Regions from separate parts of the Sus scrofa genome. Here region 2 is linked to region 1. Evidence: chromatin contacts called from public HiChIP or PLAC-seq data. All regions are on one chromosome and are shown on one strand. Each heading gives the region's core, a stretch centred on a gene start, on an enhancer-like site or on the middle of the called end of the contact. The rest is flanking DNA. Distances are from core to core; before and after follow the strand shown.

Evidence for each region. HiChIP or PLAC-seq counts read pairs in DNA pulled down with a chosen protein or histone mark.
Region 2: an H3K27ac HiChIP or PLAC-seq map of skeletal muscle shows a contact between it and region 1. The contact joins the promoter of LOC106505265 here to the promoter of EXOSC8 in region 1. A contact is called at or near these places in 2 of 5 promoter capture datasets (fetal liver and liver), 17 of 47 Hi-C or Micro-C datasets (alveolar macrophages, brain, differentiating spermatogonia and 10 more) and 2 of 2 datasets of contacts at active chromatin or transcription factors (alveolar macrophages and skeletal muscle).

The regions. Positions count from the first base shown.
Region 1 is chr11:12,814,291-12,820,580 of Sscrofa11.1, reverse strand. It overlaps EXOSC8 (exosome complex component RRP43), which reads right to left and starts at 3,500. Exons shown (of 11, transcript XM_021065264.1): 1 at 3,435-3,500; 2 at 2,285-2,321; 3 at 1,986-2,049; 4 at 42-115. The coding sequence starts at 3,451. ALG5 (ALG5, dolichyl-phosphate beta-glucosyltransferase) reads left to right here and starts at 4,612. Exons shown (of 10, transcript NM_001244320.2): 1 at 4,612-4,704. The coding sequence starts at 4,639.
Region 2 is chr11:12,861,045-12,867,334 of Sscrofa11.1, reverse strand. LOC106505265 reads right to left here and starts at 3,545. Exons shown (of 8, transcript XM_021065389.1): 1 at 3,515-3,545; 2 at 2,973-3,149; 3 at 2,830-2,899; 4 at 2,196-2,759. The coding sequence starts at 3,545. SUPT20H (transcription factor SPT20 homolog) reads left to right here and starts at 2,400. Exons shown (of 24, transcript XM_021065260.1): 1 at 2,400-2,567; 2 at 5,042-5,137. The coding sequence starts at 5,135.

The DNA of each region.
Region 1 (6,290 bases), core at 2,251-4,750:
GGTAACTCAAATCTTTATAGTAATATACACAATAAACTTACTGCTTTAATTCCACAAATTACTGTAGTATTTCCCAGCTTCACTAAAGAAGAACCATCTGCAGTACCAATTGAACCTGAAAAGATAAGTATTTAAACAAAATGAAAAGCACTTTTTTTTTTTTTTTTTTTTTGGTCTTTTGTCCTTTAGGGCTGCACCCACAGCCTATGGAGGTTACCAGGCTAGGGATCCAATCGGAGCTGTAGCCGCTGGCCTACATCACAACCACAGCAACACCAGATCCAAGCTGCGTCTTCGACCTACACCGCAGCTCATGGCAATGCCGGATCCTTAACCCACTGAGCGAGGCCAGGGATTGAACCCAAAATCTCATGGTTCCTAGTTGGATTTGTTTCCGCTGCACCACGATGGGAACTCCTTTTCATTTTCTATGTATGGTTTTATCTTGCTACATATCTCATTTGTTTACAAAATTGTATTCCTTGAGTCTTTTTAAAATTATAGTTGACCCTTAAACAGCATGGATTAGAACTGCACCAGTCCACTTATACAGGCATATTTTCAATAAATACTACTACAGTACTACATGATCCACAGTTGGTTGAATCCTTGATGCAGAACCCGAGATATGGAGTACCCATTGTAAAATTATACTTGGATTTTCAACTGTGTGAGGATTGCCACCCCTAATCCCCTCGTTGTTTAAAGGCCAACAGTACCATTTTAGGAATTATTCATGGAGTTCCCGTCCTGGAGCAGTGGTTAACGAATCCGACTAGGAACCAGGAGGTTGCGGGTTCGGTCCCTGCCCTTGCTCAGTGGGTTAACGATCCGGTGTTGCCGTGAGCTGTGGTGTAGGTTGCAGACGCGGCTCGGATCCCATGTTGCTGTGGCTCTGGCATAGGCTGGTGGCTAAGGCTCCGACTCGACCCCTAGCCTGGGAACCTCCATATGCCGTGGGAGCGGCCCAACGAAATAGCAAAGACAAAAAAAAAAAAGAATTATTCCTTGAATTTGAGTTAATCATTTATTGTTCAGTCACAGGACTGTTACACAGATTAAAATCTCTTGACAAAATCATTGTAATCCCTTAAACGTGGTACAATTTGTCTGAAATACTGTTTAAATGGCTCAGGGGCTAAAACTTGGGCATGTCATATAGGTATAATGAGAAAATTCTATGTTTGCAATAGAAGATTTAATAAATTTAAGATATATGAGAAAACCATATCTTAAAATTTTTTCTTTTTTCTTTTGTCTTTTTTGTCTTTTTAGGGCCACACTCATGGCATATGGAGGTTCCCAGGCTGGGGGTCCAATCGGAGCTGTAGCCACTGGCCTACGCCACAGCCACAGCAATGCAGGATCCAAGCCGCCCATCTACGACCTACACACAGCTTCAGACAACACTGGATCCTTAACCCACTGAGTGAGGCCAGGGTGGAACCGAAACCTCATGGTTCCTAGTCGGATTCATTTCCACTGTACCATGATGGGAACTCCCACATCTCAAGATTTTTTTAAAGGAAGGGGCGAAACACTACAGTTACTTTAAAATTTAAAATGAACATACCAGGAGTTCCCGTCATGGCTCAGTGGTTAACGAATCTGACTAGGAACCATGAGGTTGAGGGTTCGATCCCTGGCCTTGCTCAGTGGGTTAAGGATCCAACATTGCCGTGAGCTGTGGTGTAGGTTGCAGACACGGCTCCGGTCTGGCGTAGCTGTGGCTCTGGCGTAGGCCGGCGGCTACAGCTCCGATAGACCCCTAGCCTGGGAACCTCCATATGCCGTAGGAGCGGCCCTAGAAAAAGGCAAAAAGACAAAAAAAATTTAAAAATAATAAAATGAACATACCAGTTGAGAGAATGATGCATTTAAAACTTAACAAGTAAAAATTTACTAGTATAAAAAAACAAGAAAAATTCTATTTTCAGAACTGAAGCAACCTCAACACTGTATTTTAGAACTCAAAATATCCTCACCTACATTGACAGTTGTGGTTCTGAATTCACCAAGTTCTCTTCCATCAGGTCGGCAGTTCTCTTTCTAAATAAATACACAAAAGTAGATTACATACATGTGTATTTTACACGCACCAGGAAATACACATTAAACTTCAACTCAAGTAAATCTGGATTACTTGAAAACTGTCTTTAACAATTGAGGCATAACTGACATTTAACATTAATTTCGCTATACAACATATGACTTATTTGTATTTATGAAAAAAGCATACATCATTATCAAAAGGCATAACATGTACATAACCACCTTTACTTACTAAAAATCTCCTGTAATACTCCAGAGGTTCCACAGTTCTGAAACATATAAATATTAAGATAAAGAATCTTAATATGAATTCAGAAACTTGGCTAAAATCTTAAGAGTGTGGTGATGGAGCAGAAATCTCCAAAATTGGTAACTAAGTTTCTTAAGTTCTAATGTTTATGTTGCCACATGTTACTGATTATAAAAAGCAGATACCTTGCCACAGCAATCACACTCAAGTGCGGTCCTTAATTCTGCCTTAAACAAGTAGAAAGTTGGAGCCCAAGACCCTGGGGCATCTTTAAAGAGAATTAATCCAAGTGTGAAAATAACATCACTCTCCTCTGAAGCAGGGATTCTCCGTGAATGGTAAAATTTACATATTTATTTTTCACTACCCATTCCGCCACTGAAATTCAGCATATTCTTCAATTATGACTAGGTAGTAAACCATTATGAGCCGTACCTGCGACTTTAACAACCACAGATAGCAAATGTTTTCGTTATCACTTTGTAGTTGTCGAAGATATATGTAATACTCATGTTACTTCGAAATACTAGACTCCCCACTAAACCCTGTTTAAGAAAGTTAATTCTAAAACAGATCTATCTCACTATGCCATAAACTTGGAGTTTATATACAAATAGACAACTGTTTCAATATAATTGGTTTTCTTTGGAATTCCATTTCTTTTATCCACTTAAAACTAGACTCTGAAAAGAAAAATGTATAGGCTTCTCCAGAGTGGCACTAAAAACACCTAAAACCTTCCGAGTAAGGCACAAAAGCTTTCAAAAGTAAACTACGGAAGACTGAGAGAGAGAGAGAGCAGGGTGGCATGTGGCCCGGGCGGAACACTTTTTAGGAGATTCCCAACGTCTCCTGGGCTGCATGTCGCTACACACCAAGCCAGAGCGCTTGCAGCGCTTGCAGCGCTTGCAACGCCACACAGTCCTTCCAGCACAGCCTCACTGGGGGAGGACGCCCCCGTTCCTTTCACTACGACCCCCTCCAGTCCTCCCGCCCGTCGCCTACTTCCGTGATGGAAGGAAGTGGGCGTCCGGTGGGATGGTCTCTCGGTGAGAAAAATCCCACCTAAAGAGTAAATGAAGCTGCAATCCGCTAGGATACGAACTCCCGCCCGCCGTGCAGCCACACTCACTTGAACCCGGCCGCCATCTTCCCGCCCGCGCGCCTGCGCCTGCGCCTGCGCCTGCGCCTGCGCCTGGGTATCGCCTCACCTCTGGCCCGCGCAGCTGCTCCGCCGCGGCACTTTCAACACTGATGTTTGTTTGTGCCTTTCTGCTGCCTGGTATCTGGAAGGCAGAGTACAATGGGGGAGAGCTAAGCCAGGCGGGGCGGGGATTGTTTCCTGCATGCCTTCCCTTCGACCGCCACTAGCCAGACGCCCTTCAAGGTTTCCTTGCTTTTGGCGTGTTTTGACGAATCGGCTATTAGAGAAGTGACCAGTGTCTGTTTAGAAACTGTGGTAGTTCAAGACTCAGGAGAAAACCTACCTTACATCAGAGGATCAAGTATTTGAGTGTGGAGCATTACTCCAGTGTTTCAGCATCCTTTTCCCGCCCCCTTCTTGACTGGGCCCTGGGCTTGCCTCCTCCCAGGTAAAGTCCTCCCTGCTCCAGCACGGAAGAATCACCTAAATTTTCTGCTCGCTCCTTATCCGCACCAAGCAACCTGACCGGGCTCCAAAGGAGCAGTTTTGTTGTAGACTGTGTCATGGTTCAAGACCTACACCTCCCTCTTAGATAGGGTTGCCAGATAAAATACAGGGCATCCAACTCAATTTGAATGTCAGATAAAGAGTAGTTTGTTACTGTGGGTACAAGAAAAAATTTTCACTTGATTAGTTGCTACCAGAAGCTGGGGAATAACTGGGAAAGTTTTAGAAATAGTGACGATGGTTGAAAGAAATTGTAAATGCAATTAATGTCGTTGTAGTGTACACGTAAAGTGTATAGAGTGCCAAATTTTATGTTTTACATTATCAGAGTTTGAAAAAATTAATGTGTGGATTGTATGGTATGTGAGTTGTATTTTAATAATGCTGTTAAATAAAACGATTCGTTGCTTATCTGAAATTCAAATTAAATGGATATCCTGTACTTTTATTTGTTAAATCTGGCAACCCTGCTACTGTGGAACTGAGTGAGCGCCTGCCCCTCGCAAGGACTGAGCGTCTCTCACACCGCTAAGTATTCCTCGCCTCGCCGCGCGGCGGCGCTGTGGGCGGCGGGCGCCCGACCGGCGCGGCCTCTCTGCGGGCGGGAGGCGGGGCCCGCGGCTGCACTTCCGCGTGTGTGTAGGCGCTGCAGAGGGCGGGCGGCGGCGGCCTCTGGGCATGGAGTATGGTTCCGCTCCTGCTGCAGTTGGCCGTGCTTGGCGCGGGGCTGGCGGCCGCAGCCCTAATTCTGGTGAGGAGAGGGGTTGGGGACCGACGCGGGTGCGGGTGGAGACTCGGCCCCCAGGCATCCTCTCCTCCGCACTGCCGGTTCTTCGACGTGTCCCTTGAACCATGCTTCACCTAAGCTCCGACCCCAGAATTTCTTCTGCTAGAATTTTACGCATCTTTCTAACGTTCTTTATTTTTATCTTGGAGCTTTATTTCCCTGCGTGTCCAGAGCCTAGAACTTGGGTTCACTGGGCCATGCCCACCCTGTCTTCTTTCGCCCCCTAGTCTCCGGACCCTCTGCCGCCCGCCGCGTCTGTCCCGACCTCTCCAGCATTTCCTCCCGGCCTTGCAGTCGCTGCAGTTCTGGCCCCACCAGGGAGGTCTTGAGCCCCCAGATGTTTGCTTTGCAGGCTCTCCCTTCCCGATGTAGATAAGGAAATAGAAAGTGGTGGCAGCACTGACAAGTGCCATCTGTTACGGGATTGGTTAGACTCGTGCATTAAGGAGACCCACTGGGGTCACAGGAATACCTAGACAAGGCCAGTGTTACCATATGCTGGGGGTCAATATGTCCCAGAATTCAACACCTTAAGTTTGCTGCCTCTAAATGAGGCAACACAGTAGAACTTAAGCTCGGATTTTCTTTGCCATTACGGTGGAAACACAGAATCATTGTAACACTTGCTGATCCAAAAGTAGTAGAAAAGTTGCCAAGTGAACTTTCTCCCATGTGTTTTGGAATGGGTCTGTCATCTAGTTAGTAAATGGAGTAGAAAAAGCGTCAAGTGAATTACTCTACCACCCCGCCCCAACTCTCTGGCACCTAGTTAGTGAATGGAGAGGTTCCTGCTTCCTTGACTTTGAAGTTGGCAGCCTAGATAGCATTGCTAGGAAGGCCACTTTGCCATCTTGCCAGAATTTTACAGCTTAAAAGTAGTTTAGAGAAACAGCAATATATCCTGACTTCTTCAGTGTTTGTGTGTTTGGGTGGGAAAGGAATCCTCTTTGCCCTTAGTATATGGACATTTGGGGAGTCGGGGGAGGTTAGCTTTAGGATGGGGCAGAGTTTGACAGAATCCTAAATTGAATCTGCCTAATGTTGACTCTTGCACGTATTTAAATGTGTATGTTATGAGATTGTCTTGGAAATACTTTAAAAAAAACACTTTATTTTATTAAAGTATAGTTGATTTACAATGTTGTGCCTATTTCTGCTGTACAGCAGAGTGACCCAGTCATATATATATGTAATATATTTATATATATATATATTCCTTTTCTTATATTATCTTCCATCATGGTCTATCCCAAGAGACTGGATATAGTTCCCTGTGCTATACAGTAGGACCTCATTGCTTATCCGTTCTAAATGTAATAGTTTCTGTCTCTAACCCTAAACTCCCAGTCCATCCCACTCCCTCTCCCTCCTCCTTGGCAACCACAAGTCTGTTCTCTAAGTCTGTGAGTCTGTTTCTGTTTTATAGATCGGTTCATGTGTGCCATGTTTTAGATTCTACATATTGGTGATATTATATGGTATTTATCTTTCTCATTCTGACTTAGTATGATAATTTCTAGTTGCATCCATGTTGCTGTAAATGATATTAT
Region 2 (6,290 bases), core at 2,296-4,795, 47 kb before region 1:
AGCAATACTTATGACTTTGTACTTGGCAATAGATTCTCAAATACGTCACCAAAATCGCAATCCACAACAGAAAAAAACACATAAATTAGACTTCATCAAAAATTTACGTTTGTATATCAAAAAACATTAGCAAGAAAGCGAAAGGAGAACCTACAGAGTGGAGAAAATATTTTTAAATCACATATCTGGAGTTCCCGTCGTGGCGCAGTGGTTAACAAATCCAACTAGGAACCATGAGGTTGCGGGTTCGGTCCCTGCCCTTGCTCAGTGGGTTAACAATCCGGCATTGCCGTGAGCTGTGGTGTAGGTTGCAGACGCGGCTCGGATCCCGCGTTGCTGTGGCTCTGGCGTAGGCCAGTGGCTCCAGCTCGGATTCAACCCCTAGCCTGGGAACCTCCATATGCCGCGGGAGCGGCCCAAAGAAATAGCAAAAAGACAAAAAAAAAAAAAAAAAAAAAAAGAATAAATCACATATCTGATAAGGGCCTAGTATCCAGAATATATAAAGAACTCATAACTTAATAAAAAGACAAACGACCCAATTTAAAAATGGGCAAAGGACTTGAATAGACATTTCTCAAAAAAATACATACAAATGCCCAATAAGAACATGGAAAGATTCTCATTATTAACTATGAGGGAAATGCAAATCAAAACCACAATGAGATAACCATTTCACAACTGCTAGCATGGCTATATAACCAAAAACAAAAACGTTGGTGAAGATGTGGACAAATTGGAACTGCCATACATTGCTATCAGTATGCAAAATGTCAGCCACTATGAAAAACATTTTATTGAATCTGAAAATATTTAAGGGTAGAATTACCATATGATCCAGCAATTCCATTTCTGAGTAGGGCAAAGACCCTCTCCTTGACTAAACTAGGCTACTCTAAGCTCTCTCAGCCTCCACTTTAGCATCAGGTTTTTGGGATCTGCATCAACCAGCTGTAATGAGAACCCAGTTAAGTCAGGTTAGAGAGAACCCCTACCTGGATATCTGATCGCTCTCAATATGATCAAATTCTTCTTCTTTTTTTTTTTTTTTTTTTTAATTGGCATGTGGAAGTTTCCAGGCCCAGAAACAAATCTGCACCATAGCCACGGCAGTGAAATTTCTGGGTCCTTAACCACTAGGCCACTAGAGAACTCCTCTGATCAAACTCTTCATCCCCCACCTTTAATATCTGATCACCCTCATCTGTCTTCTGTTAAGAATCCTGTCAAGTCGGTTTAGCCAGAATTTAGCCCTTACGACTGATTTAGGAAATTTCCATCCACCTCCCCCCTTCCTTCTTGGCTATAAATCCCCACTTGTTAATGCTGTTTTTATTGTAATTGAGCCCAGTTCTATACTGAGACCTTTTTTCCCTACTGCAATAGTTCTTGAATGAAATCTATTTTTTATCAGTTCAGTTACTGTCAGATTCTGGTTTTATTTAACAGTATATACCCCCAAAAGAGTTGAAAACAAGGAATCAAACAAATACGTCCACACAAATATTCACTGCAGCACTATTCACAATAGCCCAAAGGTGTAAACAATTAAAATGTCCATCACTGGATGGATGGATAAATTGTTATACAAACAGAAAGAAATATTCGTCATAAAAAAGAAGGAAGTACTGTTTGCAATAAGGTGGATGAACCTGAAAACACTGTTTCATGAAAGCAGACAGACACAAAAAAGTCACAGGTTCCATTCATGTGAAACACCCAGATTAGGTAAACACTTAAGAGTCTTGACAGCAATTTATGTCTGTCTGCTAGGGTCTGGGAGAGAGAATGGGGTGTGATAATTTAACAGGGGTGATGTAAATGTTTTGGAACTAGGTATGGTTAGTGGTTGCATAACTTTGTCCATATAATAAAGGCTACTGAATTCAACACTTTAAAATGTTTCATTTATGGTGTTTGACCTCAATAATTTTTTAAAAGTTTACAAACCCCAATAATGTAGGTTGTTTAAAGGTGCAAAATTACAAATAAGGCACTGCAATGCAGTTTATTCTTCAGTGAGGTGTCTGTTTTTTAACATTAAGATCATTGGCAATTAATACTCTATCAAAAGCTGCAAGGCCGGGACTAGTAAATGCAGGAATTGTGTCTTCCCTTTCAGGAGGATGGGCTGGGCAGCAAGGGACGCTTGTTCCACGTTTCTTTCACTGTATAAATTCAACAAGGCTCCCTACCTCACAAACAGCCACAGGCTACTTCGCATTTTTCGGACCTGGATGTAGGGCCAGAGAAGGCGCTCGTGGGCCTCGCCCCACCATCGTGCCTGAGCCTCGACAAAGCTCGCGGGGACCAACCGCAAACCGGAGTGTGCTGGTATCTGGCCTCCCGACCGCGGCCCCGCCTTCCCAGCTCCACCACTTCCGCCCAGCCCGCCAGTCGAATTGCGGGCGCCGGAACAGACGATTGGCGGGGCTACAGCGCTGCGCCGGCGAAAGGGCGTGCGGAGCGAGCCCCTGGCCGGCGTGCAGCTGGCGGCGGGGGGCCGAGGCTGCACGTCACGTTCCGGCCGAGCCAGCGGCGCCGTCACGAGGCGGCTCCGGGCACAGGTGGGCCTCGGCGGGCGGGGTAAGCGCGCGAGATTCGGGGCGGGGTCAGAGGTGAGGGAGCGATTTCCCAAGTGGCTTTTCGCCGCTTCAGGGCCCAAAGCCGACGGGAGAAAGACGTTGTTCCCACAGACGCGGCGGGCCGAGGCGAGCGAGCTGCCGTCGGTGTTGGTCCCCTCCGTTGCCTCTTGGAGGCTGTCACGCCACGGTTTTCATTTTAGTCTTGACTTTGGGGTTCCGGTTACAGGTATTTCCGGAAGCTCGCAAGAATTTTGCGTAGCTTCTTTGGGGGCGGGTTTCTCGGTGTCCATATTGAATAAAGGCTGTTCGCTGCGCTGTGGAGATAGGGCGTTTTTCAGGTAAAGTCTAAATTGTTAACGGAAGCTCGAGCCTTTGGAGGAGACTCACGTCGATCAGGGCAGTCAGTGAGACTGATGGCGACATTTAAATTGGATTGAATACTGGTCCTCGCCGTGGTTACTGGGAATTCGGAAATAAACTTGGCGAATAGCTGCCCCTGGAAGCCATCTCCGATAGTCTCCACAGGGGAGGGGCTCCGTTTTCCCGGTACAAAACCCAAAGCCCCTGGTAGAAATCAAACTAGTTATGATGTAAAATTAGATCAAAATTAGGAGGAATCGAGTCCTTGTTTTAAATGTTTTGCTTTAAAAAAATCTAAAAACGGGTGCTGGATTGAGTGGTCTGAAGGTTGTAAAATTTACTAAAAGAAACTTTAAGATTTAAAAGAGAGAGGGGTCTGAATTCCGGTCCAGTTGTGTGATCTTGGGAAAGCCACTGGTTGTGACAGCCTTATTCTGTAAAATAGAGATGATAATTACAGTGATTTTTCTCATAGCGTTCTAGTAAATTCTGCGTAGTCAACATATTTGGTTTTTAAGTGGTGTCCGTAGTTACTGTGTTTTGTGGTACTTAGAGGTCGCTAAGCATACCTCTCACCCAGTCCCCCCCTTCCGTCTCCATTCAGTGACAAGAGATCTAATTTTAAAGTCATTAAATTTTGCCTATACTTAGTGTATCTTCATCTTTGGATTCATTGATCAGAAAATTTTCACCTTAACTTGAGTTCATCTTAAACCTCCCACGAGCTCTTCTGGAGTAGGATTAATGTCTTATTTATTTTTAAAATTATTATTTCTGGAACCTCTACGGTGGTTGTCATTTCTGGTGGTTTGTGGGTTTTTTACCTGATTTCTCCACCCTTCTTTTTCTCAAACCCGAACTGGTAAAACTTAAGCTTTGGTTTCACCAAAAACAAAGCAAAACAATTTTACATGGAAAATACTGTTTTCTGTCACTTAAAGATGTGCTCAGCTGTGTACGGTCACGGGGCGGGGGGTGGATGGTTGCAAGGAGTTATGTAAAGAATTAGATTAAAAATAAGCCTCGTTTAGGGTCACTCTGAGAGCAAACATACCATCTTCGGGAGGCAGAGAGCATAGATAGCAACACAGGCAGCACCATCGAATCCCCTAGAGCTCTTCAGAAATGCTGATCCCTGAGCACTACTCCAGACCAGCTAATTAGAATCTCTGGAGAGTGGAGGGTGGTATCCTACCTTTTAAAGGTCCGCAAGGTTACTCAGTAGTGCTGCGAGGATGAGAACTTGTGTGTTAGAGGAATGAGGTTCTCAGGGAGTGTATCTTGTTTGAGGAGGGGAAAGGCTGGAAGGTCTGGAGCTGCATTGGAAGATAGCTGGAACGTTTGGGAGGACTTTTATTAGCAGGTATGCTGAGACGTATGATTTGTAAAGTGAACTGTACAGTGACCAAGGCCAGAGGGCAGGCTGTTAAAATAATCCAGGGTAACAGTGAGTGCAGCAGCAGTGATGGTTGAAGAAGTTTAAAAATATTTATTTTCTCTCCTAAATGTTAAATATTTTTAAGAAACTGAGTAATGATTTTAACTTGCAAACTGTATCTGGCCCTACCTAGTTAAAAATGTACTTTTCAAAAAATGAATGGCTAATATATATGACTGGGTCACTTTGCTATACAGCAGAAATTGGCATATTGTAAGTCAGTCGTAATTTAAGAAAATGAGTGGCTCAGGAGTTGCCAACATGACTTGGCGATAACAAACCCAACTCGGATCCATGAGAATTTGGGTTCAATCCCTGGCCTCACTCAGTGAGTTAAGGATCCAGTGTTGCTGTGAGCTATGATCCAGGTCGCAGACTCAGTTCAGATCTGGCCTTGCTGTGGCATAGATTGGCATCTACAGCTCTAGTTCGACCCCTACCCTGGGAACTTCCATATGCTGCAGGTGCGGCCCTAAAAAGACCAAAAAAAAAAATGAGTGGCTCAATTGTGATATGTATGTTTTATTGTTACTGATTATTTTAAAGGTGTCTTAGAAATATACATGCCTCGAATAATTTTCCTTTTTAATTGCTAAGTCATGCTATGTCTTTTAATAGCCTGGTTAATATAGGGGTTCTGTTGTTTTTGCTTTTACAGTTCTCTAAGATTGATTTCTAAAGATATGGTTTTCACCCCACTTGGTCAACGCACATAAGTTTTCTTCCTTTTGGACCCCTATTTTATACCACAATGGTAAGCTACAGCTCAGTATGTTAATATTCTTAGAATGTTCTCTTCTCTCCTGATAAAAATATCTATATGATACATAAAGATTCTTGTAAGCTGCCTAAGTTACCCTAATTGGGAAATTACTTAGTAATCACATGCAAAATCTTCTCTAGGGGCCTCATTTATCCATTTAGTGTTACAGTTGTATCCAGGTTACACAGATAATCTGTCAGTCCTTATTTTTGTGAAGTTTTAAAAAACAATTACTTCTGTCTTTTTTACTATAGTCCACATCATTGGCAACAAAGATGGGTGTAAATTCAAGTAGTTTGGGGGCAGAGTTCCTCATATCTTAAAATTTCTCTTAATTTAGATTTTTAAAAAAATTTTAAAAACAAATGTTAACCTCCTTACTGAAAATAACATTTAAGCAGCATTAGTGTTAGCCTTCTAATGGCACATTTCTGCTCACCACTCACTTAGAGTCACTAAACATACTTAGGATTGGGCATTTAACTTTTGCCGTTAAATGTTAAGAAGGAAAAAAAAATCACTAATCTGTTAAAGAAGCAGCAGCATTTGACAGTAAGAATAAATGAACATTGAGCACAATGTTGAATAAACCTCAGAAAACATATCTTCTCTGCTTGAGATCTTGCCTGTCTACCCTTTCTCTATTAGAGAAAAGTGGAGCTAACACAGTGGGGTTCTGACCTTGCCTTATATTTTGCATTTATATTAGCTCATCACTTCCCTCTTAAGTATTGAAATGCAGTAGTGAATGAATGATGCCCATGTTTACGTATGCAAGTATATCTTACTAGACCTTTTAAAGTTTTGATTTCAGAAGATAAAATATTTACTTGAGAAAATTGATTATTTGAAATTGTCCTAGGATATACATTTGATCATGTTTTTTATAAATTTTTGATAGAAATTTACCTTAAGGTTTTATGGCCAAAATAACTAAAAGAACCTTGTGTATTCATCAGGAGTGTATATTCAGAGGTATGTTTTTATGCTGGAAAATACTCAAGAGTCACATCTTGAATCCTGGAAACTCATTTCATTGGGAATCTGCCCACATAATTTTTTAATAAATTAAATTGATGTACGTTTATTTTAACAACCTTTTGAAATAATGGGGTATTTCAGACTTTTTTATACTTACTCCATT